Linked DNA regions of Mus musculus: regions 1, 2 and 3 are each linked to region 4. A link is a contact called in public ChIA-PET and HiChIP or PLAC-seq data. All regions are on one chromosome and are shown on one strand. Each heading gives the region's core, a stretch centred on a gene start, on an enhancer-like site or on the middle of the called end of the contact. The rest is flanking DNA. Distances are from core to core; before and after follow the strand shown. Region 1 overlaps Herc1 (HECT and RLD domain containing E3 ubiquitin protein ligase family member 1). Region 2 overlaps Usp3 (ubiquitin specific peptidase 3). Region 3 has its middle 26 kb from the start of Usp3. Region 4 holds the start of Rab8b (RAB8B, member RAS oncogene family).

Region 1 (6,889 bases), core at 2,700-5,199, 430 kb before region 4:
ATGTAAAGAAGAGGCACCTCCCAGGTCCTTATGGGAGGGATCCATGGGCAGAGTAGCCTGCAGCTGCTGTTTCAGCATGTTACCAATGAATTGTGCATCTTTCAAAAATATATAGAAAAATAAGTGCTTATAAAATTAACTAGGAACTGTACTTCACATTTTAGGTTTCTTTGTTCTGCAGACCTCCTGTGCAGCCTTGCTGCATGGGTTTTCCTTACATATTTAATTTCCTTACATATTTAAATAGCATGACATAATTTATAACTTTGTTTTCAACTTCAGTTTACTATCATATATAGTCTGTGACAAGTTAATAGTTGCTTTGATGAATATTCAATAGGAGTGCAAAAAAGCAGACAACTTCAACTTCATCTGTGGGGAATGTAGAAGACAGCTGTTACCACCTGGGAAAGCTAAAAGCAAAGCAAACTGATGGGAAGCTGCTTGTGGTCTCACAGGAGCTTGCAATGTTGTTTTAAAAGGTCATGGTTTTCTTTGGTTTCTGTTACTCAGTGGAATGCTTCCACTTCATGGGTTCCCAAGGACATTAACCAGACTTCCTGACACTTGCATTCTCTCTCACACAGTTACTGACCAGAGCAGTAGGGGAAAAGAGTCTCTAGGAATATGACTTGTGTAAAATAAATCAGTAACAATTGCCCTTTTTATTGAAGACAGTATTTGATGTTATAAATGCCAGTAGGAAAGTTTAAGAGATATTTTTGCTTGTTTGTTTGTTTTTTTTTCCCTTTCAAACATATACTTTATACTTTTATTTCACAGAAAGTTGATGTCCTCTGTGGAATTGGAATTAAAAAGGTTGCTTGTGGAACTCAGTTTTCTGTGGCTTTGACTAAAGATGGTCATGTGTACACTTTTGGTCAAGGTAAGATATCTTCCCACCTACATCACTTTCTATACGTGTATATTATAAAATGTTTGCCTTCTAGGTCCATACAGAGTTCTGAGTGGTGTTATCCTTGTTCTCTTGCTACTCTGTGCTCCTATTTGATGAATTTGTTTTCAGGGACAAATTCCTCTCCATTAACTCTCAAGTGAGAGCCTTCACCCTTGATGAAAGAATGGCTGACAAGAGCTCTACCTCCTCCTCTCTGCTGCTGTCAGGCTGTAGAGATGGAGAGCTGTGTGAGGGCAGTGTGAGAGATGAAGTCAACTGTGACTAGAGTTTCTCCCTTGTCAGAGCACTGAGTCCTCTGAGTAAGGAAAGAGCTGGCTCAGGAGGGAAGGAACTTGCTGTAGTTATTGTGTGAGTTTGCTTTTTCCTTGGTATGACAAAGGGTCTGACAGAATGGAAGAAAGGTGGTTGTTTTATGGATGCAGAAGGATCTGTGTGTAGTTCTGTTTTACAGATGCCGAGGAGTTAGTCTGTAGTTTTATGGTCCCATTGCTCCTGGGTTCATGAAGAAACAGATTCTCTTGAGAGAAGAGAATGGCTGAACAAAGCTAGTCACCTTGTGATAGATATGAGGCAGAGAAAGGGGAAAAGGTTAGAGACAAGATAATCTTTCCAACACATGCCTCCAGTCTGGCAAGATGCCTCTCTGTATAAAGACACTTGCTGCCGAGCGTAAGACCTGAGTTCCATTGTGGAATTCACATGTGGAAAAGGAAAAATAATCTAACCTTTACATATATAGTTTGGCTTGTATGTGTGCACACACACACAAGAGGAGGAGAAGAAGAGGCAGCAGCAAATAAATAAAGGTCTGGAAAGATGACTCAGTGGTTAATAGCACTTGGTGCTTCTTTAGAGAGCCTGCCTTTGGTTCCAAGCATGTACCCCATGTGGTTCACAACCATCTCTACTCTGATTCCAGGGCATTCAACACGCTCCTCTAGTCTCCATGGGCACCAGGCATACGTGCAGGCACTCAAACATGTACATAAAATGAAAATAAATAATATTTTTAAATAAATAAATATAAGAAAAAAACAATGATATTCCTCCAATGATACTACTTCTTCTAACCAGGTCTGACTTCTTAGTAACCATTCAGCTGTGGACGAATCCATTGATGAAATTAGCATCCTCTCAGTAGCACTATTAGTTTGGATCCATAGCTTCAACACATAAGCTTTTAGGACCGTTTTATGTCCAAATCATAGCCACCATATAGGGACTTCTGTTCTAGATATACGTATGGAGATCTCCAACAGGTCATTGGGAATTTGTATCTAGGACTCCAAAGGGATTCGGTATGCGTATCTAGGTTAGGATACTGATTACACAGTGGTAATAGGTAATAGGTTTAGTCATTGATTTAAGAATCCCAGAAAACATGTAGAGTGAAGAACAGAGTAGAATTCTAGGGAATGTTAGCACGGAAGATTTTGAATAGAATATTAGCAAGGATAATGAAGAGTCTCCAGGGACCTGGGAGAGCTCAGGCCATATTTTCAGACAATTATGTGTCATGATTATTATGGCCAGAATCTGAGAGGCCACTGCAGCAACCAGACAGGAGTCAACTCAAGGTTTTGAGGGGAAGTTTTAGGGCAGCTGTACAAATTGAGGTCAGATGTCGGATGCCATGCCTAATGGACCTGGAGGTTATTGAGCAACAAGGGTAAAGAGAGAGGTGGGGTAGAAATTTGAGCTAAAACAGGTTGAATGTCATTCTTTTTAAGAACACAAGAAACTTGAAGGCCTTGTTGAACATGTGTCAGTCCTTTTAATATGAGAGTATTGAAAAACCCTCTTGCCTTGACTTACTGACTTTAGTTTTAATTTTCTATATAAATAAAAAGACTAACATTTCATACAGGAATAGCCTCAGACTTGTTACTTAAAATTTAGTGTATTTTGCTGGAATAGCAGGTTTTTGCACCATGTTGTGTACATGATTGTCATTCTTTTGTGTGTGTGTGTGTGTATTAAAACACTTTTTTTAATTAGATATTTTCTTCATTTACATTTCAAATGCTATCCCCAAAGCCCCCTATACCATCCCCCTGCCCTGCTCCCCAACCCACCCACTCCTGCTTCCTGGCCCTGGCATTCCCCTGTACTGGGGCATATGATCTTCGCAAGACCAAGGGCCTCTCCTTCCACTGATGCCTGACTAGGCCATCCTCTGCTACATATATAACTAGAGATATATCTCTGGGGGGTACTGGTTAGTTCATATTGTTGTTCCTCATATAGGCTTGCAGACCCCTTTAGCTCCTTGGGTATTTTCTCTAGCTCCTTCATTAGGGGCCCTGTGTTCCATCCAATAGATGACTGTGAGTATCCACTTATGTATTTGCCAGGCACTGGCATAGCCTCACAAGAGACAGCTATATCAGGGTCCTGCATGATTGTCATTCTAAGGCAAGAAGTTAATGGTTTCTTACAGAACACAAACTTCAGGGTGCCATCTATAACACTTCCTCTTGCTATTCTTCCAGACCGATTGATAGGCTTGCCTGAGGGACGTGCTCGTAATCATAATCGACCCCAACAAATCCCTGTCCTGGCTGGAGTGGTCATTGAAGATGTGGCTGTTGGAGCTGAACACACACTTGCTTTGGCATCAACTGGAGATGTTTATGCCTGGGGTAGCAATTCAGAAGGGCAGGTAAATGGCATATTTGCTGCTCTTGCATACTCTAGAAATCTGACGGTGTTGTTTATTTGTAAGAGTGTCTTTGTATTTTAAAATATTAGTGTTCAGAGAATCCTTTGCTTGTGCAAGAAATCTTGTCATCCCCTGTAGTCACAGGAGTAAGGGCAGGAATGAAAATGAAGAGAATGTAAAAAGACTTCAGGTCTGTGTCCTTAGTCCTTCTGTCTATCTGTATATGGAAGAGAGACGTTGGTAGGAGATGTCTGAGAGACTGATGCTTCTACAGTGGTTTTCAGCCCACAAGCAGAGCCATCCTCACTTCCTCCCATAATCTCAGATCAGAGACCCTCTTATTCAAAGTTGTTTTAGTGAGCATTTACATTCTCCTCATACCTGCATTAGCAGATCAGGAAGTTGTGGTTGCAGTAATCTTGATGAAAGGAGAACCAATGGTGAGGAGCCTTTGGGGAATTCCCTGGTTAGGTTTTGACAAAATCTTCCTTGATGTTGAACACTTAACTGCTGCTGCTAAGAGCAGAGAATTGGAGCCATGTATATTTTATATCTGTGTACCCAGAAACCAGTGTGTCTTAAGTAAGAGTTCTGGAGAGCCTTCTTTTTTCACTTAACAAGAACTCCTACCCTTTCCAAGATACCTCTTCCAAGAATTCAAGAGTGTGACCAGTTGTTAAGACTAATGCTTTTAGGGGACAGTCTAAACTTATAAGGACTACTACTGTGATAGAGAAATCAGAATTTATTCATTCGTTTGTTTGTTTGTTTGTTTGTTTTTGTTTTTCCAGACAGGGTTTCTCTGTGTAGCCCTGGCTGTCCTGGAACTCACTCTGTAGACCAGGCTGGCCTGGAACTCAGAAATCCACCTGCCTCTGCCACCCAAGTGCTGGGATTAAAGGCATGCGCCACCACACCCGGCTGAATTTATTCGTTATTGAAGTTGATGCATGACTCAGATGTTAATAGATTTCATTGGCCTGCCTTCTGCTTCTTCAATCTCTGTGCATTTGCTTTTTTATTCTTAGCTTGGCCTAGGCCACACCAACCACGTTCGAGAACCAACCCTGGTAACAGTTCTGCAAGGGAAAAACATCCGCCAGATTTCAGCGGGCCGTTGCCACAGTGCTGCATGGACAGCCCCACCAGTCCCACCAAGAGCACCAGGTGAGACGGACCATTTGTGCTCTTCCAGCTGCTCTTCTACTTTCAGTCGTGTCGTGATGCTCTATCTGCTTGCAGTTCTCACTGCATCCAACATGTCTAAAATGCATCAAGGCTTGGAGTATTCTTTTTGCTACAAGCACCATAAATATTTCATATCATGCATTTCTTCTGCAGACTTCAGTATATAGCCAAACTTCATGCCCTCTCTTTCTCTCAGTCCTCAAAGAAATCAGCATGTTTTTTAGGCAAACAAGAATTAATTAAATTAGAGCTTCTACTAAGTATACATACACTTATATAGGTAAGTATAAATATACCTGTATCGATAAAAAGGTAGCAAATAGAACTGGCCATCCTGATCCAACTTTAATCCCAGCACTTGGAAGGCAGAGGCAAAGGGATCTATGTGAATTCCAGCCCAGCCTCATCTACATAGAAAGTTGTAGGTCAGCTAGGGCTGGTAGGAAAACCCTTTCTCAAAACACACCAATAAAAAGATGGCAGTTGCTTTGCAAGACTTACTATCACAAAGGAACTGAGGAGAGCTGGGTGGAGGTGCTTCACATCGTTAATCCCAGCACTCAGGAAGCAGTCTAGGACAGCCAAGCCTACAGAGCAAATTCCAGGACAGCCATGGCCTCATAGGAAAACCCTGTGTTGAAAAACTAACGAAATAAAATAAAAGCTCTGAGGTGTTATATTTGTCACTCCAGTAGCCATTAGCAAAAAGATGTTTATTCAGTGACTCAATACAAGTCTAGTTACTGCCAGTTTATTCCATCATAAAATATGAATAGTGACTGCCTCTAGTTTTAACATTTCTTTAAGTATTACAAAATCATTATAGTCATTTTTTTAAAAGACTTGAAAATATATGGCAGGACTGAGGAAAAAGCTTACTCAGCAAAATACCACACAAGCATAAGGACCAGTATTTGAGTCCAAACATCCACAAGGAAGCCAAGAGTGTTGGCACAAATTTGTAATCCCAGTGCTAAGAAGGCATAGACAGGCAAACCCTGGGGCTCACTGGCTAGCCAACCTGGCCTGATCAACAAGCTCCTGGCCAATGGAAGAAGACCCTGTCTCCAAAAACAAGGTGGATAGTCATCCTGAGGAATGACCTTTTCATTGCACATACGTGCATACACAAAAACAAATGCAGTTGTCTCCTTTAATAAGACCCTCTGGTTGGCTCTATCTTTCATTTCCTGCAACTGTAGTCATTTCCTTAATTGTATCATTCCCATATTTGTGTTACTTCTTGTCCAAGCCCTCATCTTCTACTTGCTAGCCTCTGGTGCCTAAGGTCCTAGAATTTCTGAAGCCATGTGTGACTGAGTGCTTAGAGGTCCCCTCCATTTTTCTTACCTCCCTACTTTCACAGCAAATCCTTGGGGAAGACTCCTCAGAGATATTTTTTTTCTTAAGGACTAACTCTCACCAAGGAGATGAATACCTGGTCTCATTTGCATCGTTAATATGAGATTGGCAATTACTGAATAGGAAAGGAAGAACTTACCCTCTCCCCCAACTCTTTCTCTCTCTCTCTCTCTCTCTCTCTCTCTCTGTCTCTCTCTCTCCCTCTCTCTCTCTCTTGGGGTTTTTGTTTTTTGTTTTTGTTTTTGTTTTTGTTTTTAAGACAGGGTTTCTCTGTGTAGCCCTGGCTGTCCTGGAATTCACTCTGTAGACCAGGCTGGCCTCGAACTGAGAAATCCGCCTGCCTCTGCCTCCCGAGTGCTGGGATTAAAGGCGTGTGCCACCACGCCCGGCTGTTTTTGTCTCTTTATTCAAACAGAAAAAATTAAAGGAAGAAAGACCAGGTTTGCTATGTTTTTTATTTGGGGGGGGGGTGTTCTTGTTTTGTTTTAATTTTGTGTGTGTTTGTTTTGTTTCATTGTTTTGGATTTTTGGGGTGGGCTCATGTAAGCCAAGCTGGTCTTAAGCTTAGCATGTAGCCGAGGATGGTCTTGAACTCCCGCAGGAATTATAGGCCTACAGTACCATTGCCAGGCTTATGATACTTGTTCTTTTAAGGTTTAAAGACTATACTCTCTGTAAAAACTAGTTTTATTGATATGAAAAGATACCATGATCATGGCATCCTTTATAAAAGAGCATTTAATTGTGGTGTATTTGTA
Region 2 (7,037 bases), core at 3,161-5,660, 360 kb before region 4:
TCTTTTTCCCCGTTGGATGGTTTTATTTAGCTGCTCTGTCAAAGATCAAGTGACCATAGGTGTGTGGGTTCATTTCTGGGTCTTCAATTCTATTTCACTGATCTCCCTGCCTGTTTCTGTACTAATACCATGCAGTTTTTTTAATCAGCATTGCTCTGTACTATGGCTTGAGGTCAGGAATGGTGATTCCTCCAGAAGTTTTTTTATTGTTGAGAAAATTCGCTATCCTGGGTTTTGTTTTGTTTTGTTTTTTTGTTATTCCAAGTGAATTCAAAAATTTCTCTTTCTAACTCCATGAAAAATTGAGTTGGTTTTTGACGGGGATTTCATAAAATCTGTAGATTGCTTTCATCAAGATGACCATTTTTATTATATTAATCCTGCCAATCCCTCCTTGTGTTGGAGTTTTCCATCTACTATCCTTTGTAGGGCTGGATTTGTGGAAAAATATTGTGTAAATTTCTTTTTTACTTCATTGTTAGTAGTTTCATTAAAACTAGGGTTTGTTTTCAATACTTATAAAATGTACTTTTGCTTTTAAGATAAAATAATCTGGGGTTTCTTTTGGTAATTAATGTTGGCTAACAACGAGTGGAATTAACTTTACTACTAAATATATAACTATTAAAATATCTTAATGGGTTTGATCTTAAGGCACAGTTATTTGCAATTATTCTAGTTAACAAAAAATTATTTAACTTTGAAATTGGCTTCTTTCTGGAGCTTCTATCAGATTTCTGCCTTAAGGTTTTTGAGGTTTCATAAAATTAATTTACTCATAATGTTAAATTCTGATATACTGAGGCTAAATTATCCAGTATTAGCCACATGAAGCTTTAATACACTCCTGACACTTAATTTCACAGCTACTACTATACTGAATAACATATATATCATATCCAAACTGAGAAAAGCCTCCACCTTTCTTAACTTTAACATTCTAAGACATTTGGCTTTTCTTCCTACGTTCCTGTTAACAGCATTATGGAAGTTACTAATTAACTTTAAATTCTTAATGAACTAATAAAATATACCTAATGAAAACTATCCTTCATTCCTGTGAAAGAAGAAACCATCAAATAAATAAAGTGACTTTATTAAGTAATGGTGAAGGAGCAAGTTCTTCATATAATAAGCATGTATAATACCACCAAAAAAAAAAAAATGAAACCATCTAGGATGCAGAAAGTACCTTCACAAAAGGGACAGCAGATTTTTTTAAGTTTTAAATTCCTGGGCTGAAGAAATGACCCAGCTTAACAGAGCTTAACAGAGCACCAACTGCTCTTCTGAAGGTCCGGAGTTCAAATCCCAGCAACCGCATGGTGGCTTACAACCATCTGTAACGTAATCTTCTGTAACACCCCTCTTCTGGAGTATCTGAAGACAGCTACATGTACTTACATATAATATATAATAAATTAAATCTTTTTTTTAAAGTTTAATTTCCTTTCTATACATATGTGTATCATTTCTTTATTTACAAGTATAACCAAGCACTTTATTATAAATGGCAGATACTGAAAAAAAAAAGCAAGCTGATATTCTGATTTCATGTTTCAAACTAATTACAGTTAACATCTTTAAAGTCTTTAAAAATCAAATGTATATTTTAATTCTTTTATTAAATGCTGATGTCTTGGCCTCAAATATCAATTATGGATATGAAAAAAATATACTCAGATAAAATACCCTTTCCTCTGTTAAAAGCAGATAAGCACTGTCTTATTAAAGAAGCTTTTCATGATCTGAGGTCACCTCTATTACAAAGTTTCTTTTTAAACTTCAAAATACAATTTTTAAGTAAATCTCTGCTTTGCATTCTTTAAGACACTGTCTATGCTTATTGTCCCGGCTAGTCATGAGGACTAGGCCAGCTTAGGCAACATAGTGAGGGTTCCTCCTACCATCCCACTCCTGTCCATTACAACGGGAAAAGAAAATGGAAAAGGAGGAAAACGGAAGCAGGGTGGGGAGAAGTAATCAATACCAACACTCAGGATAAAAGCACGAGTGTGAGGCCAGCCTGGGCTACAGAGCAAGAACCCATCTTAAAAGGGAGGGAGGATGACAAAAAAGAAAGAGAGAGAAAGAAAGCTGGGCAGTGGTGCCACACACCTTTAATCCCAGCACTCAGGAAGCAGAGGCAACGGGATTTCTGAGTTTGAGGCATACCTGGTCTACTGAGCAAGTTCCAGGACAGCCAAGGCTGCACAGAGAAGCCCTCTTGAAAACACAAAAATAAGGGGAGGGTGGATAAAATCTATACTTAAAGAGTTTACTTGATGATAAATTTTTGTTTTTAATTTTTAATTATAACTTAAGATGATAAAGCAGGCCAGTGGTAATAAAAATAACCGAAATTTAAGCAGTTTTTAGACATGAATTAGTTCATATTTCATAATAGTTTGAAAAGATGCCTTGGGAACAAAGTATTCTAGTAATTTTAGTATTCTTTTCCTAACTCTTCATTTCTACATTCAGCTACTGTTTACAAAGATTAGAGTTGACTAGGTCAGATATCAGTGAATTATTTGTTTAGTATTTTTAATCTATTACCTTTATATGTCTACTTACACAAAACTCCTAATTTTAATTTGTGCTTCTTTTCAACTGCAATAATATACCACATGTAATACCATTTGGTAGGAAAGGGAACAGGATGGGAAGGGAGAAACAGTACTTAACAAACAAGAAACTGAAACTTAGTTTCTATATGAAAATCCTGGGAAGATCTTCACTTTTATTGAAATCTTCATTTATCTGTTTCATGCTAATTGGATTGTCTCAAGGAGCGGGGGCCTGTGCCGCCAGACCACAACTTTTTTTTTTTTTTTTTTTTTTTTTTTTTTTTTTTTTTGGTTTTTCGAGACAGGGTTTCTCTGTGTAGCCCTGGCTGTCCTGGAACTCACTCTGTAGACCAGGCTGGCCTTGAACTCAGAAATCCGCCTGCCTCTGCCTCCCGAGTGCTGGGATTAAAGGCGTGCGCCACTATGCCCAGCCAGACCACAACTTTCACAGTATATGTTTTCTCTTTGGAGGCTCTGCTTATTTCAGAATTAAGAAGAGCTGCCTACAAGGATACCAATCTTCAGAGGGAAAGGAATTTAGCCTCTGTCATGTGGCTTCAGTCCTCTGTGATGATCAAAGGACATAGTACAGACTTGGTGCAACCTTTCTCCTGTTTTAAAGGTAGCTATCAAAATCTTTTCCACCCCAGTACTAGAGATGACCCCAGGACTATCCACATACTTGGCAAGGACATTGCCTAAAACAAGTCTGCATAAAACAAGGAGGAAAATAGAAAGATCTGAGAGGGGTCTCTGTAGTCTCCAAGGAGATTTACAAATTAGTGACATGTAGCAGGAAGTGACAAGTGTTCCAGAAGCTAGAAGTTAGTAGAGATTACTCCCCGTAGCTGGAGTTAGGAGAAGGAAATTTTCATGATAACTCATAAGGAAGGAAAGGGCAGGGCAAGACTCTCAGTAAAGGAAAATAAAGACAAAAACTGTAAGCAAGGACAGGAGAGATGGTGCAGTTGGTTAAACACTTATTACATACTCTAAGGACCTGAGTGTGATCCCCTATACCCATGCAAAAGGCTAGGGTGTGTGTGTAGCCCCAGACTTGGGGAGGCAGAGAGAGAAGGATCCCTTGAGCCAGCCTTAACCTAAATTACAAGTCCCAGCAAGAGAGCCTGTCTCAAAAACACAAGGTACCAGAGCAATGCTATCCAAACAATTATGAACTCCATACACATGTGCACGCACATGAACATATATGGGCAAAACCAAATGTAAGCCTCAGAATATCTTATAACACAAACCATAAAGGGGTGAGGAGGGCTTCACAGTTGAGTGTGGTGGCTTACAGCTGTAACTCCAGCATTTGGGAGGCTAAATCCTAGGCTCCTATAGAGTAAGGTCAAGACCAGCCTGAAATTTTAGCAAAACTTTGTCTTAAATTAAAAAATTAAAAAAAAAAAACGGACTGGGATATAATTTAGTAGTGTTTGCTGAGCATGTCCGGGGCGCTGGGTTTGATTCCTACTACTTGGGGGTAGAAGTGTAGGAAAAGCTGAAGTAAAAATGCTTAATAATCAAATATACACACAGCTTAATAATCAAATATATAAACTTTTTTTCCTTTGAACCCTATCAACCAGTCTAGCAATCAGAAACTGATGTACAAAGAAATTCATAAAACTACACCGGGAAATTATACAATTCCCCAACTCAGAGAAATCTGTTTCTCTGTATTAGTTAAGGTATAATAGAAATACTAATTTTAACCAAAGCTTCATGATCTCACAACAGTCATCAGCTCCTTTGGGGTATTTATATGGCAGTGTAATTTTGCAGGGTGGTTCCCTGGCATTCTGTTCTCAAGCCCACAAATGTAGCACTAATGTGACCCGTGCAGCTGCAGCTTCCTTCCTGCATTTCAGAAGCTCTGGGTAGCCACACACTTACAGCTCTGTTTAACCGCACACAAAAGACTGGCAATTGGCCAAGAAGCTTCTGCCACTCCTGGGTATATGCTAATATTTCCTAAATCAACTTGTCCATGAAATTATGTCTACTACCTTAGTACACTATAGCAATGTAAAGGAAATTAAATTCCAATGTCTAGTTAACAAAACTGCAAAGCCACTAAAATATCTAACAGATGTTCTTATAGCACCCTATGAAAATAATTTAATTCCATTAAGCTGATCCTTAAGATTTCCTCAAAGACTTACCATTCCCTTAGAATTTTACCAACAGCAAGAAGAGCAACAATGATTTGTTATAGTATACAGATTTAACTGTATTTACAAAGCTTCCTTTTGAACATCCTCTGCACACTAACTGATATCAAGAATGAATGCTGTCAGCACCTGCACCACACAGAATGGCATGACTTATGACTATGATAGGGAGATAAAGACATTCAAGAATGACCTGAATTTCTGCTGTCTCTAAAGCAAAAGTAGTTATAAACACAGAACACCTGATTCTATAAAACAAGAAGCTGTACCATTCTTGGATTAATGGGGCAGGGATTAATGGAGGGCTAGGATGTGAGTCCGGGTAGAGGTTTATTTAAGGCCAGGGTTCAAGCAACAGCAGCCAACTGAGCTAATGCTTAGCTGTTATGAAAAGGAGTACTCGGGCTGGAGAGATAGCTCAGCCGTTAAGAGCACTGAATGCTCTTTCAGAGGTTCTGAGTTCAATTCCCAGCAACCACATGGTGGCTTACAACCATCTGTAATGAGATCTGATGCCCTCTTCTGGTGTGTCTGAAGACAGCTACAGTATACTTAACATATAATAAATAAATCAAAAGAAGAGAAAAGAAAAGAAAAGAAAAGAAAAGAAAAAGAAAAGAGAAGAAAAGAAAAGAAGTACTCCACATCAGCAAGCAACAGTAGTGAGCACTGCCCTGTGTGTGAACATCTCAGAAAATACTAATTTTTACAAAAATCTTCATCTGCCTCTAAGTTTCTCTCCCTTCTATCTTTTCCAGGTCTGACCACTAAACGAGTAGGTGTTTGAATGACTTAAACCTTTTACAGATTTATTCAATAGTTAAATGCCAACTATGCTAAACCTGTAAAACATTAAAAGACCTGAAAAAGCACTGGTTTAATTTTCTTCCCTTGGCTGGACATCTTCCCACAGACAGTGTGAGAAAGGACTAGCACGCCCTTCAACAGAAAGTGTGGTTCTCAGGGATGCCTGGAAACAGGCAAGGCAACACATGCACAGTGCTCAGGAGGCTGAGGTAGGAGCCAGCCTAGACCAAACAGCAAACTCTGTCTCAAACCACTTACCAAAAGCAAATCAACAAACAGGGATATTTGTACTTTAAATGCCCATTCCTGCTCAGTATTGCCCTCATGTAAAATTCAAGGACTGTTGAGCAAATACATAACTCTAAAGGATCTTCTAAACACCCCCCTCAATGTCAGCAGCCCTTAGAATTGAAAGTAAAGGTGAAAAATTATTCATCATAATTTATGATGAGAAAGAAATCTGCTTCACTCAAAAGTTAAAACTATAAACATCTCTGCATATACTACATGGGTAACAAATTGTTGAACACTGCTTGTAGCCTAAATAATTTGCTCCTAAACAGTCACAAAATAGACAGGACTTTACTACCATTTATATGACACAGACACATACATTATATTACAAGGAGCCACACGGTTCACAATCTATTCTTTTTTGGACATAGGATCTAGCTTTGTAGCCCAGGATGACCTTTAACTCAGAATCTTTCTTAGCCTGCATAGTGCAAGGAATACCAGTATACACCACCTGGCATGGCTATCTCCAACTTCCTCTTAAAGTCTAATACACTTCATGGGGGTCAGGGGGAGCCTGAAATGCTGAGTTGTAAACACTAAATTCTTGACATTTACCTCTCAGGAAGTAGAAAAGAGATAGGGAAGATTACCAAAACAATCTTTCAAACAAAGAAGCTTAACTTGTAAGAACACATTTGTAAAAACAATACCATTTCCAGAAAATATTAACTTACCAGTATGTGCTGTAGCTACTGCAATCCATACACACTGTATGCTGAGCTTTCTCCTGCTTTTCTGATCTCTTATGGTTGAGTAAGGGTATCTGTGCATCTTCATAATGTTTTTTTGCATGGCCATTCACATACCTTACAAAGCCAAGTGAAATTATTTTAATTTAAATATTGCTTTGGAAAGTTGTCAAAGATGATGAAATTGTTAACCAAATTAAAATGAAAAATAACTCTTTAAAAAAAGTTAATCACCTGGTGATATATTAAGCTAAATACTTAAAGTATACTCAAATTTGCAACTCAATACTACAGTCAAATTTTAGTTACGCCTTGATTAGGGACAAGCAAGGAAAGGTATTAGCTACCCAAATTCGTTTCAGTGCTATTTATACTATCTTCTATGCTGATGTTTCCCCTATATTGTCTTTCATTTAAGGGTTTTCTCAAATTGCTAATTCCCAGCTTGGAGTTGTTATTTTAAAATAAGTAAATAAAAAGTCTGTACATTAAAA
Region 3 (6,952 bases), core at 3,670-6,169, 300 kb before region 4:
GGCCAGAACCATAAGATTTCCTGGAGCTAGAGTTACTGGCAGTTGTAAGTTGTCTGACTTATTTGCTAGGAACAGAACTCAGGTCCTCTGCAAAAGCAGTCTGTGCTCTACCCACTGAGCCATCTCTCCAGCCCCAGCCAATAGGAATTTGTGAAATGCAAGATGGCACCATTCTTTTCCCTAAACTTAGAAAGTAGAATTATTTTTCATAAGATATATTGTGAATGTATTTTTATATTGACTATTGTCTCCAGTTCTCTTTGTGTGTGTGTGTGTGCTTTTGTTCATGTGTGTGCAAGCATTCATCTTCAGCTGTTATTTCTCAGGCACCATCACTTAAAAATTTTTAATTATATTTAGTTATTAAACTGGTAAGAATAGATACTGTCCTTGAGCCGAGTCAAAAAGGCTGGAAAAAAGCAATGCATTTATTTATTTTTTTATTCTTTACTAAGTGTATGTGTCCATGTATGTGGGCATCTGTATGCCATGGTACATATATGGAGGTCAGAGGAAAAACTGCAGGTGTTGGCTCCCTCTTTCTTTCCACCACATGTGTTCTGAGGAACAGACTCAAGCACCCCTACCTGAGGGCCATCTTGCAGGCACTCTCTCTAATTGTGTGTGTGTGTGTGTGTGTGTGTGTGTGTGTGTGTGTGTGTGTGTGTGTTTAAGTACAGCCATGCATGTGCCATAATACATGTGTAGAAATCACAGGATGGATTCTAGGGATTGAACTCGAGTCATCAGGGCAAGTAAGTCCTTTTTACCCACTGAGCCATCTCTTCCCCCACCCCCATCTTCTTGATCCAGGGTCTCTCACTGGCCTGGAACTTGTGCCACAGCCTGAGCTGACTGGCCAGCCAGCTCCAGGGAGATCCACCTGTCTCTGCAGAATTTATTCCACTTTATTCCACATTGCTCAGCTTTTTAAACAGTGACTGAGAACCAAACACTGACGGACGGAGCCATCTCAGCTGTTGTCCATTTCTAATTCCTAAAATGTTATTGGCATGTTAAAGTTTTCGAAAATCATTGAGTTGTGCTCTTCTAGACCCAACAAACCAAACAAAAACAGAGTCACTTACACCAAAGGTACTGTACAAAGTTACCAGCGAAAACTAGCTCTTTCTCAGAAATAGGAGCACAGAGGTTTCTCCCCGAAGAGCAGGGTCAGCCTGTGTGATAAGTTTCCTGCCTATAACCTTCACAGGGAAAGTGACTTTCAAAGGACCAGTCTCCCCCGACCCCCAGTTCCCTTTTCTGCCCTGCAGCTCCTTCCTGTCTGGAAGCTAGTCTCTGCTCCCTTAAGGGAACATGTCTTGTGTTTGAGTTAGAATGAGGTGCTGCCTGGACCACAATTAAAATCACAATTAAAAGTCAGATCATATCTGCAAACTTACTGTGACCGTGTGCCCCAGTGACAGAGAGATGACTAGTCCCTGCAGGTTTTCAGAGGACGAAGACATGTAACTGTCAGAAACAGGAGACAGTTAATGATCTGAACTGAGTTGTCTGATGTGGGACTAATAAGTCACTGTTGTGTCCTCAATGAGTATGTCAACCTCCTGAGTGTTAGGATCACAGGTGTGTATACCACATACAGTTCTATGCAGTCCCAGGGACCAGGTCTTCCTGTGTTAGGCAAGCACTTTGCCACTGACCTACAGTCCCAGGTGCAGACCTGGGTTCTAGATATCAGCAGCAACAGCCCCTAATATTGGTATAACTCAGAGTAACGGCTTATCCTCCTGACCCTCAAGCTCTTCATCTGTGAACTGGACATCATGACGCCCACTTCACAGGACTATAAAGATTAAATATAAAGAAAACCATGTACAGAACAGGCACCCGACACATAGAACAGGTAGGTGTAGGCAGAATGCGATTTCCTGTTCCTGGCCCTAAACCAAGCACCCCTAGCATCATCCAAAGGTCACACAGCTCAGCCTAGTCCTCCCAGGGGGGAGATGGCAGGATCCCAGGGCCTTCAGGTGTCAGTAGCCTGAAATTCTGCCTTTGGGGAAGACCGTGGACTCCCCAGCCCTTAACACATTAAAACAGTGATCTCCATGCTCCCAGTCAGTCCAATCCCTTGCAAATGCTTCACCCTCAATGCCTCCCTCATAGTATCTGGTGGTGCCTCTTCAAACATTCACATCTGGGTAACACACCCATGTGGTACTCTGAGAAGCCCTGACTCAGTGTTGCCTCCTGCTGGCTGTATTGATAGCCGGCTGGTGCTACACACACACACACACACACACACACACACACACACACACAAACACTGACCCTGTCTTGTTCTGGGACTCCTGAATCCCTGCAGGCCAGGCTAGGTGTGCCTCATTCAGGGGACTTTTCCTCCACTCCCCATGAAGGAATATCCCAGCTTCCATGTATCCTTCAGCAGCTTCCCTCTTGCCTCTCCTCTATAAGTTTAGCTTTATCACCTCCCGGCAAGTCCTCTGGGGACTCCCTGCTTTGCATAGAACAGCTGTTTTAGGTAGGAAAGGGGGAGAGAGCATCTGGACTCCACATCCTTCTATCCAGCTTTGAGAAGAATGAACTGCTACTTAAAGTTTATTGGGCTCCTGGATCAGTTTCTTCACTGGTCCAACCTCAGAGGCCAGAGGAGTGTTGTGACCATCCACTCTTAGCAGATGGGGAACATTTTGAGGGCAGAGACTGTTTCCAATTTTTAGAAAACAGAACAGTTGCTGGGCACTTAACACACGTAAACAAGACTGTGTCTGTGAGAAGCCAACAAGAGCCCACAGAACAAGAGTTACAAAAGTTAGCCAAGTTGGTGGTGGCGCACACCTTTAATCCCAGCACTCTGGAGGCAGAGGCAGGCAGATCTCTATGAGTTCGAGGCCAGTGAGTTCCAGGACAGCCAAAGCTACACAGAGAAACCCTGACTTGAAAAACAAAACAAAAATAGTTAAGAGTTAAGAGGGGAACCCCCAGTTTCCCAGCAGAGGCCCTGCACTGTGAACCCCTTCCCTCAGGCCTGGGAGAACCCTCTGGGCTGCTATTGAGAAGTCTTGGTCCTTACCTGAGGAGCTGCTGCTTGGCCCTCTACTTATTTGATGGGGTTGATTCTATCCAATTAGACTTGAAGTATTTAACATCTCAGTGTCGGGTGCTAGGTAAGGCAAGTGTGCCTAAACTGCTGATGGCCAACTTCCTTAGTAACATAATTCCAAGAGTAGAACCCAATTAACAGATATTTGAATAGGGGCAAGATTGAGGCCTGGCAACACAGGTCTGTAATCCCAGTCACTCAGGAAGCTGAAACTCAGGACTTCAAGTTCAGGGGCATCTTGGCTTACAGAGTGAGTTCAGAACCAGTTTGGCTAACTTAATGAGACTCTGTCTCACAATACAAACTCAAAAGGTGCTAGATGAGCCAGGAAGATGGCATAGCCATTAAGGTACCAGCCTGTTTGCATGAAGACTTGAGTCCAGTGCTCAGCATCCAGGTACAAGGGCTGGGGCGGAGTCAGACGTCAGTAATTCCAGCACCGGGGAGGCAGAGACAGGATGATCCTGGGGCTTGCTTCCCAGTTTGTGAGTCCCAGGTTCAATGAGAGACCCTGTCTCAAACACTGAGACAGAGAGCAGTTGAGGAAGACACCTGATGTTGGCTTCTGGTCTACAGGCATGCTTACACCTGTGCTTGGACACATTATGTACACTCACACAGAGTTTTAAAGGACTGGGGAGGGAGGCCCAGTGAGCTGTCTCAGTGGATTAAGGCTCTTGCTGCCAAACCTGATGCCCTGAATTCAATTTCTGAGACTCAAGTAGCAGAAGGAGAGAAGGGAGTCATGCCATTGTCTCTGACTTCTGCATGTGCACCATGGCAGGAATGTGCTCATATACATATAAATACATGCAAGATACATAAATGAGTATTTTACAATATTTTTAAGGGTCTGGGGACATAGCTCAGCAGTAGGCTGCCTGCCTAGCATGTGCAAATCCCTACCTTCTGTCCTTAGTACTGGGGGGTGGGGGGAGAAAAGATTAAAAGAATAATTAACCGGGACAGCAGCTGAATAAGAGCACTTTGGACCATGTGATGCTGGTTGGAATTGAGGGAGGGGACCACCTCCCTGGCCCTCATGATGAGACCTCTGAGAGTCACAGGAGAAAGAGAAGTTACACCAGACAGGCTGGGCTATTGGCAGTTGCTCTCAGGGAAGTTGGGGAGCGCCCGCTCCTCTGTGTGTGTTCTTGAACATGTGTATACCTGTACTTTGGTGTATGTGCTTGTATGTGCCTGTGTGTATATATGTGTATGTGTGTATGTATGTGTCTGTGTGTGCCTGTGTGTGTACTTATGTATGTGTATATGTATTTGTGTATGTGCTTTTGCCTCTATGTGTGCCTGTGTGTGTGAGTGCGTGTGTGTGTGTGTGTGTGTGTGTGTGTGTGTGTGTGTGTAGCCATGGAGCTAGAACAGGAAATCAAGCAGGGAATGGGAGCCACAAATCAAGGAGGGAAAATAAACATAGTTAAAACTGCTCTCTTAAACTTTCTCTCTAATGGAAATTTCCAATTTTGACATCCTGGTTAGTTTTCAATATAGTGGAAAAACAGCCATCTATTTTCTGTAAGCAATTCTCATCCAAAGACAGTAGGGAAGAGAAAAGGGTCAAAGTGAGCTGGTGGAAATAAAACAAGCAGCTGGGAAATTGCAGGAGAGACTGGACATGTCATCCAGACCTTCCAAAGAGAGGCAAAATAAGACAGGGAGGAAAAACCCAGAACTGAAAAATGTTTACATTCCTATAACCACAAATGTGACGCGAGCTCAGAGCCTGGCGGTAGTTAACAAAATAGAGCTGACTTCCAAGTGGAGGCTGCTGAGTAATATTCTGCTCCTGGTTGCCCTGGTAATTACACATCTGCTTAGCAGTAATGAAATCATATCAGGCCAAGACCCACAAGAAGGTTTCTAGGCTTCTGGCCCAGACACTGGCCTTGTGAGTGGAGGAAACAGATTAGATAGCCGTGAACGCCTCAGGCCAGCCCAAGCTAGTCACTGATATCACTGCCTGGCAGGAAGAGAGCCAGGGACCTCAGGCTGGGAAGTCCCAGTGTGACCTCTTAAGACTGCTGGAGGGGGGATGGGTATCGGAAACTTACACTAGGAAGGGGATGAAAGAGAGCAGAAGTGGAGCCCGCTCTGCTGGGTAATTGATTTCTGAGTACATCGTGGAGAGGTCAGGGAGAAGGCAGAACAAACAGGTCCTTAAGGCCAGAGGATAACAGACATGCAGATACACAGTCGAGCTCTGAGGGAGAGTGGAGGAAACAAAGCTTACAAGAATTCTCCTTCTTTATCATTCTTCTTACACAGGGCATGTTGGTATACCAAGAAGCTTAGCATATACGCAAACGTACAAAAGGAAGGAATTAACGACGACGACGCTCCAAATCATAACCATGAATCACCATCATCAACATGTCATCACTGGTTATATCTGTAGTATCTTTTCAGATGTGTTTGTACGTATGTGTATTTGTGTGCATGCATGAATGTGTGTGTGCCTACATGTGGAGACCAGTGGACCCCTTTTTTTTTGGCCTGGAATTAACTAATAAGTCTAGGCTAGCTGGCTGGTTGGTAGCTGAGGCTATCTCTGCCTTCCCAGCTCTGGGGTTACAAGTAATGCCAGCATATCCAGGGGTGTTTTTGTTTGTTTGTTTTTTGAACATGGGGCCTGGAGGTCAAACTCTGGTCTTCATGCCTCGAAGACACGTAAGGGAGTGAATGAGGGAGAGTATGGTCTGAGATGCAGTTCTACTGAGGGTTGGAAGAGCGTGTCATGTGGTCTGCACGCTCAGAAGAACAAGTTGATGAGGATACCGTTGATTTATGTTACATAACAGGAGGTGGGGCTTTCCTTGGACACTAAAGAGATAAGAACCCATTGGAGCCCGGACCAAGGAGGGAAAGGAATCTGGCAGAATCTTGCTCTACCTATTTCTGTGCAAGATACTCTGGCCAGGGTTGGGGTGGGGGTGGCAAGAAGTCAGCCTCAGAACTGAAGACAAATGTTCCCCTTCTCTCTCACAGCAATTAGAAGGTCTGGGTTCAAGTCCTGTTTTGCCACAGTGCACTGGAATCAGTCACGTCTCTCTCTTGAAACTTCATAGCTCCTCACTCATAAATTCAACTCGAAGCAGCCGAGGGTGGAGATGTTCTGGAACTTGGTAGAGATGGTGGTTAAAGCACTGGGATGGTTCTAAATGCCACTAAGTCCTATGTTTTAAAACAGCCGGCCCGATGTTATGTGAATTTCACCACATGTGAAAAACCAAACCACCCTAAGAGTTGTCTTGTGGATTAATCCCATCTAGTGGGTTTGTCTGAATCATCACGCTGATGTGGGCCAATGCAAAATTAGTGTCATTCCCTCAGGGGCATTAACTCTTCTTGGCCTGGCTGTCCCCACAGGCTCTCAGCTAACAACTTATCGTGATTCCTTCTAAGGTGTTCCAGGCATGTAGTGTTATTGCTTGCTATAATCCTAGCTGTTGTACGTCATTGTCCCTCCTCTTCTTGGTCCTAGCTACTCAGCAGGGAGTGGGCCTGTGCTTGGCCACTCGGGTGCACAGGAGCAGGATGAGGGATGTTGGAGGTAAATGATGCTGAGGGCAGAGGAAGTGACCTGTTCACAGCCACTCCCTACAGCTTCTACCACCTGGGTTATCCCCATGTCTTGGCCAGGGCCTCGTCCCTGTACTGCTGGAGATGGGACTGACTCATTGGGTATTGTACAAGTTTCCTCAGGCAGGGATTGTCCTGGGCCTGCTGGGAGGGGCCTAGAGGGGCCTAGATATGTTGGTGTTATGTGTGTTTTGGGGGTAGGGGAAACAGGTAGCCCAAAGGTTCTCACCCCAACACACTATCACCCAGCTAATATCCAAGCTTCCT
Region 4 (6,903 bases), core at 4,296-6,795:
ATCCAGTTCTAAGAGTTGGTGACAAAGTCAACTGTTACACTTTTCCTGATCTTTGAAGACTAAACTTATTTTCCTCTAAAACAATATCCAAGCTGATTCCCCTCCTGCGTTTTTCAGTATAAAGACAATGTTGCTGTTGTTACCACTTAAACCCGCCTCCTCCCCACCCCTACCCCCAAACTGCTGCCTGTCAAAGGGTGGCTGAAGCTCTTTATTAAAGAACACTTAAGACAGATCCATATTCGTCCCAACACTCAGATTGCCCATGCCTGCATTTCTAGAAAGGGTTTTTTTCATGGCCTGGAACACACATCAGGGAGAGGAGGGTAACCCTCTATCACTCACCACGAAGGCCTCCTCTGCCTAACATCGCTAGCAGCACAAGCACTGAAATGGGAAGTCTACCCGGAGCCCTGGAAGAACATGAAGACACTAAAATAGGCTTTATGCACAAAATGTTCCATTTGAACTTGCATGCTCTTTGGTATTTTAGTTTGAGAAGTTGGAACCAAGGAAAACAACTATGAAGATGAAAATCAAATTCCTCTATGTATCTGGCTTATGCTCAGCCAGATGTTGACATCATTTTAGATAAAAATGTAAATATGACAGTTGGTTATTTAGCTAGTAAGTCTTGATAAAAGTTTTGGAATGAGACCAACTAAAAGCAGCTTTACATTTTAAGCAAGGGTCAAGAAACTGGCTCTACAGCGGACCAGTTAGGAAACACTGTTGAGCACGGTGGGTCACAGAGGGTCTTCAATGTGTATTCCTCATAGTTCTTACTTTTAACAACTTCTTTTAAAATGTTAAAAACAAAAACAAAAAACAAAATGAGAAAACACTCTTAGCACAAAGCAGGCTGCAGGCCCAATCGGGCCCATAGGCTATACTGGATAAACTGACTCAAAGACAAATGAAGCCAGGAGAGTGAGTGGTATAGACAAAATGCCTAAGAGTGCTCTGCTGGCATTTTGCATCAACAATTACCAGTGTGGGGCTACGAAATGATTTGATGAGTTATCTCACATGTGGAAGGAATGTTAATGGCAGGGTGCACTATGATCTCTTGACCTGAAACTCCAGGCCTGGAAGGAAGAATAAAGGCCGTATGTGGAGTTATCCCTCCCCATACAGAGTCTCTCAGGACCATTTCCCTTCCCTTAATGCTAATGGAGATGGAAACACCTTAACTTCCCACCCTGACAGACACTTGTGCAAGTCCAACTACTCCCAGGAAAATGTGGATTTACAGAGAGGATCAAACTCATCCCAGCGATGAACGAGACACAGAGTTGGACTTGGAGCTTCAGTAGTACTCTGCTGGAGATGAAGAATTCGCATTTGTCAAGCTGAGACAGGGCATAAAGTGGATCATTTCTACAACTCACTCCACGTCAAACAATGACTACACTAAATAATGAAACCACTCAGGAAATACCTAACAGGAAGAAGGGGGCAGGGCAGAGGAGAGACGGGGAAGGGAATCAGCTTAGAAGGTCCCATTGTAGGGCAGAGTTGGGTCCTCTCAGTTCTACCAGCACCTTGTTTAATACAAGGCCATTTCAAGATGTCTGGGTGCCCTCATATCCATATTAAAATGCACCCATAACCTTCAGGAAACATACATGAAATAGTTTCACCATTTCTATCTAAACATTATATTTATAAATATTCACCTAATTGTTAATTATGATTATGTAAGGGAAGGGGCTGGAGTCAATCTAAAGTTTTTGGTTTTTTTTTAATTTTTCCAACATTTGAGCTAGTTAGTTGGCCTGAGGCATTAGGCCTGTAATTTCAAGTGACTAACTCAGCTTTACTTCATGATTTGCAAGTATTATCTGACTAATAGACTAAAAGAGTTCCAGAAAGCCACGTGAAAGAAAAGCTACCTTTTGTCACGCCAAAGAACAGGAAGGACTCCAAGTGGCAAACCTTTGAGAAACGAAGAGTATCTGAGACAACTGAACCTAGACTCAAAATGACTGTCTCCTCTTTCATGGATCCCCCATCCACAGTCTAAAGACAAAAGAACTGTTTTTAAACACGTAAACACTAGCAATGCACAATTAAAGCAAAAGCATATCTTCATAGTAAAAGGCAGACATGGGATGTATCTGCCAAATACACACAAACACAGGCCCTCAGAAGAGCTCTTTCCTGGGGCGTGGTGCTTATCAAATTTGTCAGCAGTACTACAAGAAGACCTTGTCAAGCTCAGTCACAGTAAAGCCCAGGACTTTACACAAATGGACACTTAAATTATGATAGGAAAAGAAGGGTCACCAACTGTCACTGAAACAACTTCATAATGGAGGTGTGGTGTGGAGCTTATCGGGAGTGACATTGCTGCTAGAAACTGTGCTTGTGGCCAGTCAGGAGTCTGTGGAACTTTTCTCGAGAGTAGTGTGAACTTCACCCGACTGTTCAAGCGTAATTGCAACTACACAGCATTTTGCTTTCAGGTATATAAGTTCTCTGGCTGTCTGCTACCACTTCCTGTTGGAGTTCTGGGGCTAAGTAAAAGATATGGGAGTTTCCCTCCTCCTATCAACTGAAGACATAGCTTGACACTATATTCACCACATTCACCACACAGAAGGTACAAAGACCAAGAGTTCACATGAGACTCACCATGTATATATACCTCCTAATCTCAGCTGTCGAAGGGTACCTGCTTTAATGTTTTAAATGTAACGTTTAAAGTGTGAAATGTAATACACTACACACACACACACACACACACACACACACACACACACACACAGAGATCTGTTGGGGTGGGGTGGCTAGGGATTAAGTCCAAGGCCTCGTCCATGTTAAGCATATACTATATAATTCAGTTAAACCCTTAGCCAAGAAAAGTGATTTTTAAAAGATAGTGTTAAAAGGTCCTTACAAGAAATGTGGGGGGAGTAGGGCGCTGGTAAATCTACTGCCGAGGAATCCAAGGAATTTAACATGCTGTATTAGTGAGATTTAGTCACTTTCTTTTCATTTTTTTTCCTTTTAAAAAAGTTTATGTGCCCATGTGTGCGCCTGGGTGGGAGATGTCTACGTGTGAGCGCAGCTGCCCAGAGAGGCCAGAAGAGGAGTCAGGAGCCCTAGAGTTGGAGTTGCTGGCTGACAGGTATTTGTGAGCCACCTGCTATGGGTGCTGGGATCTAACCTTGGGTCCCCAAGAAGAACAGCAGGTACTTTTAGCTGCTGAGCCGTCTCTCTTGCCCCAGACTTACTCAGTTGTGAAAGTTGAAGCAGGAGGAAAGTTCTGAGAAGTTTGCACGTGGAACAGACACTGTCCCCCACCCTTAACTTCTTAGGAACTGTCCTTTCCAAGCTGAGCTGCAGCATGCAGTCAACACTGAAGAAGAGTCCTTTGGGGCTTGGAAACTGATACCAGAAATGAATGTCCTTTAGCAGCTGTACCAGCTTGCACCAAGTCTCTTACAAATACACTTTCGAGAAGGGAGATGACATTTAAAATCTGCTTCCTCAGAAAAGTCCCACTCAAGACTAACTGCCAAGAACTCGCAACTCAAACTTCCTTCAGCCCAGATATCACAACACCCAAATTTCCATTCAGTCTGTAGGAAAAAAAAAAATCAGAATAAACCATGGAGACTCTTTACCAATACTTACACTGGAAAGTGCTCGATACCTACTTTTAAAATGTCACCTATTTTCAAATGCCACAAATATTTAAACACGGATTTTGTTTTGTTTTTAATTCAAGGTTTTTTTCCTGCATAAATGTATGTACACCATGTAAATGTCTAGTCCCCACGGAGGCCAGAAGAGGGTGTTGTATTCCATTAGAATTACAGGCAGTATGAGGTGCCAAGTGAGTGCTATGAACCAAACCTGGGTCCTCTGTAAGAGCAGCAAATCCTCCTAACCACCATAGCAACTTTCCAGCCCCTTTGACATACTTATTGTCAACACACTAGTTCCCCATTACTTGTGGATCACCTGGAAAGCCATTTGAAAAATGCTTTAAATAAGCTAGTATTAGAGGCCAGACAACCAAAAAGCTGATGAGTGAGTGGGCCACTGGACTGCAGCTATTTAACAAAGGAAATAATGTTAAGGTCATCCTACTGAAGGTTTAAAAGCAGTTTTGATGTGTTCTTCAGTTTACAACTTAAAGATCCTGTTTACCTGCACACAATGTCTTTTACTGAAGATACAAGAGCAGCTCCCAGTGAAGAGTGAGAAATTTTTTTCTTGAGTCAATTAGAAGTAATTGGGAAATATACAGTATGTTATGATTCACCTACAAAGTAATTAGAATCAAAGGAAACTACACAGGGAGGCAGGCGGAATGTACAGTCAATCACTTGGCTTGGATGTTACCAACTACACGAGCTCAAGAATTTACAAAGTTGAGAAACTTACTGCTGCTTCCCAAGACACGGAATAAGGCGGTGAACAATAAATTTCTTCTAACCACATCATCTCCCAAAGTCCCCAGCCCCTTTAATTCCTATAAACACTCAAAAGATTTTTAACACCCCGTAGACATTACTCCATCATTAGTCACTTTTTAAATCTCGATTCAAAGATGTCAAGAGAAAATGGAAACCAGCGTTCCCAGTTACTAGGGAAAGTCCTGAGCCCCGCGTTTTCCATTTCCTCTCTGATCTCTCAACCCCTGCACTGCATCCCCTGCTTCCCCTTCTCCTTTCTAGTTAACACTCAGCTCGCCTTCACTTTCTCCACCAAGTAGCCTCAAGTCGCCCTCGGGTCCTCCTGAGTCCTTCTCCCACCTACAATCTTCTGCATTTTCTCTTGGCATCTCTGTTCACACCTTTAGAGTCAATGTCGTTTTATCGCTTGCCTCCTGATCATTCAGTCAGTCATTCCCCTCAATTCCCTGTTGACCGCCTCCTAGTCTCACTTCTCTTGTCCCTGGTGTCCTCTGCCCCTTTACTTCATTTGAAGCCCCTCTTTGAGTCCTCAAACCTTCATTTCCCTCTTCACATTTCCTTCCTCTTTCCTGTCTTTCTAACCCACGTTCGTATTCACTCTCCCTCCCCTCCTTCTCTTTCCGTACGATTTCCTGTGTTCCCCCGACTCCGTCCCTCTGGGACGCCGCTGCCGCCGCCGCCCCGGAGCCCCCTCGTGTCCCCAACACCCCTGGTTTCCGATTGCTCCGGTTCCCTTTCGTCCGTCCGCAGTTCCGCATCCCCATCCGTCCCTTTCAGCCTCTCCGGCTCTCACTGCCCTCTCCGCGGCCCTTCGGGGTCCCCTTCTCCGGTCGCCAAGCCCTCGCGTGCCCTCTCCCAGGCCCCCAGGCACCCGCCCCCCTCGTCTCAGCTCCCGTCCCGGGCCGCGGCCGCTCCCTCACCGATGGTGGAGATAAAGGTGGTGTTGAAGGCGTCCTCTGAGAAGCGGAACAGGAGGCAGGTCTTGCCAACGCCGGAGTCGCCGATGAGCAGCAGCTTGAACAGATAATCGTACGTCTTCGCCATCTTCTCACTCCGGCCCTCTCTGACCGCCAAGAGCAAGGAGGCGGTGGAAAGCAGCGCGGAGGGGGGGCCTCTGGCGAGGGGGCGTGTCTGCCAAGCCACCCGCGCCCCGCCCCGCCTCTCGCCCCACCCTCTTGAGGCGACAGGCTCGCTCCTCCCCGTCCCAGCCAATCTGCCCGCGCCTTGTCATCACCCTCCGCCCCGCGAGGCTTTATGGGATTTGTAGTACTCTGGGAGAGCCGCGGGCGTGCCTCGCCCAAACTGTCCGAACAACCTCCCTGGATAACAAATCTGAGTGATGTAGGGTGGTGTGTTAAGACTTTCCATCCTTACAGGGAAAAGACGCTTCGTTTCAAACTCCTCTTCTTTTGCCAAGGGAACTTGACTTTGTTGTTTCTTTGTTTATGGGCATCTTTCAAATCCAAGACCTCGGAATCTAAGTCCTGCAGTTCGCTCATCTACTTGCCTGAACCCGGAGCTCGGCAAGCTTTCTTTGGAGATGCAAAGGTTCACGAAGTCTGTGAATTAGCTGCAGAGTATTACCCAGCCTCTCCCGTTCCCGCCCATTTCCTAGGCCCCCTTCCACAGCCCTTCAATTATAGAGCTCAAGGAGTGATGTTAGCGGGCTAATTTCATTCCCACTTGTGCCTTCTGAACTACAGGCCACAGCCAAATGCGATGATCATTTTAGAGGCTCTGCTTCATAGATACCGCCTCGCGCACCGCGGGAGGATGAATTCTTGAGAAAGAAAGAAAGAAAGAGAGAGAGAGAGAGAGAGAGAGGGAGGGAGGGAGGGAGGGAGGGAGGGAGGGAGGGAGGGAGAGAGAGAGAGAGAGAGAGAGAGAGAGAGAGAGAGAGAGAGAGAAAGAAAGAAAGAAAGAGAGGAGAGGGGAGAGAGGGGAGAGAGGGAGAAGAGAAGAGAAGAGAAGAGAAGATAAGATAAGAGAAGAGAAGAGAAGAGAAGAGAAGAGAAGAGAAGAGAAGAGAAGAAAGATGTGGGAAGGCTTGTGCTACGAACAGCTTATAAAATAGCGCCACCTGAGACAGGTGACGGGAACTTTGGCCATAGAAGATGTAGAGATTTAGATTTGGATTTAGTCTTTGCTAAGCCACTTCACAGCTGTGTGAAGTCTCACAGGCTTGACACGTCTCAGTTTTCTCATCTGTAAAGACGAATGAAAAACAAACTACTTCATAGGTTGTAGTGAAAATTAAATACTGAGTGTGAAAGCACTTTGAAACTTGGTAAGGTGCTGTGAAGTGTAGGTGTTAGTTGCGTTTAAATTTATCACTCCTCAGGAGGCTTTCAATTAATGGGTGGCAAAAGGAAGGGAGGAAATAGCACTTTGATGTATTCAATTCAAGCCTTCATTATTTATTACCCTAGACTAATTCTTTATTGTTCAGTGCTCTTTTATCTGCAAGTGGCAG

Evidence for each region. ChIA-PET counts read pairs in DNA pulled down with a chosen protein or histone mark. HiChIP or PLAC-seq counts read pairs in DNA pulled down with a chosen protein or histone mark.
Region 1: a contact with region 4 is called in an RNA polymerase II ChIA-PET map of memory CD8 T cells, with 92 read pairs. The contact joins the enhancer-like site here to the promoter of Rab8b in region 4. A contact is called at or near these places in 4 of 39 promoter capture datasets (the C10 cell line, embryonic stem cells, fetal liver and 1 more), 6 of 115 datasets of contacts at active chromatin or transcription factors (the 230-238 cell line, bone marrow-derived macrophages, fetal liver and 2 more) and 1 of 9 other capture datasets (liver).
Region 2: a contact with region 4 is called in an RNA polymerase II ChIA-PET map of effector CD8 T cells, with 31 read pairs. The contact joins the enhancer-like site here to the promoter of Rab8b in region 4. A contact is called at or near these places in 3 of 115 datasets of contacts at active chromatin or transcription factors (the 230-238 cell line, effector CD8 T cells and stem cell-derived neural progenitor cells) and 1 of 9 other capture datasets (liver).
Region 3: a contact with region 4 is called in an H3K4me3 HiChIP or PLAC-seq map of bone marrow-derived macrophages, with 3 times the contacts expected there. The contact joins the enhancer-like site here to the promoter of Rab8b in region 4. A contact is called at or near these places in 2 of 39 promoter capture datasets (the 3T3-L1 cell line and fetal liver), 3 of 115 datasets of contacts at active chromatin or transcription factors (bone marrow-derived macrophages, effector CD8 T cells and microglia) and 1 of 9 other capture datasets (pancreatic islet).

Annotation. Positions count from the first base shown.
Region 1 is chr9:66,488,547-66,495,435 of GRCm38.p6, forward strand. Herc1 (HECT and RLD domain containing E3 ubiquitin protein ligase family member 1) reads left to right here. Exons shown (of 78, transcript NM_145617.3): 68 at 784-886; 69 at 3,412-3,581; 70 at 4,610-4,748. Among named protein-coding and RNA genes, the nearest start is that of Fbxl22, 23 kb to the right of the region's middle. Within about 2 kb of position 3,950, at least 28 of the 459 cell types and tissues checked have an H3K27ac peak or open chromatin away from gene starts, as enhancers often do. A contact at or near this core is called in memory CD8 T cells, where this site is marked.
Region 2 is chr9:66,556,026-66,563,062 of GRCm38.p6, forward strand. It overlaps Usp3 (ubiquitin specific peptidase 3), which reads right to left. Exons shown (of 15, transcript NM_144937.4): 3 at 6,529-6,660. Among named protein-coding and RNA genes, the nearest start is that of Usp3, 34 kb to the right of the region's middle. Within about 2 kb of position 4,411, at least 71 of the 459 cell types and tissues checked have an H3K27ac peak or open chromatin away from gene starts, as enhancers often do. A contact at or near this core is called in effector CD8 T cells, liver and stem cell-derived neural progenitor cells, where this site is marked.
Region 3 is chr9:66,615,807-66,622,758 of GRCm38.p6, forward strand. No RefSeq gene overlaps it. Among named protein-coding and RNA genes, the nearest start is that of Usp3, 26 kb to the left of the region's middle. Within about 2 kb of position 4,920, at least 165 of the 459 cell types and tissues checked have an H3K27ac peak or open chromatin away from gene starts, as enhancers often do. A contact at or near this core is called in microglia and pancreatic islet, where this site is marked.
Region 4 is chr9:66,914,160-66,921,062 of GRCm38.p6, forward strand. Rab8b (RAB8B, member RAS oncogene family) reads right to left here and starts at 5,546. Exons shown (of 8, transcript NM_173413.3): 1 at 5,351-5,546. The coding sequence starts at 5,474.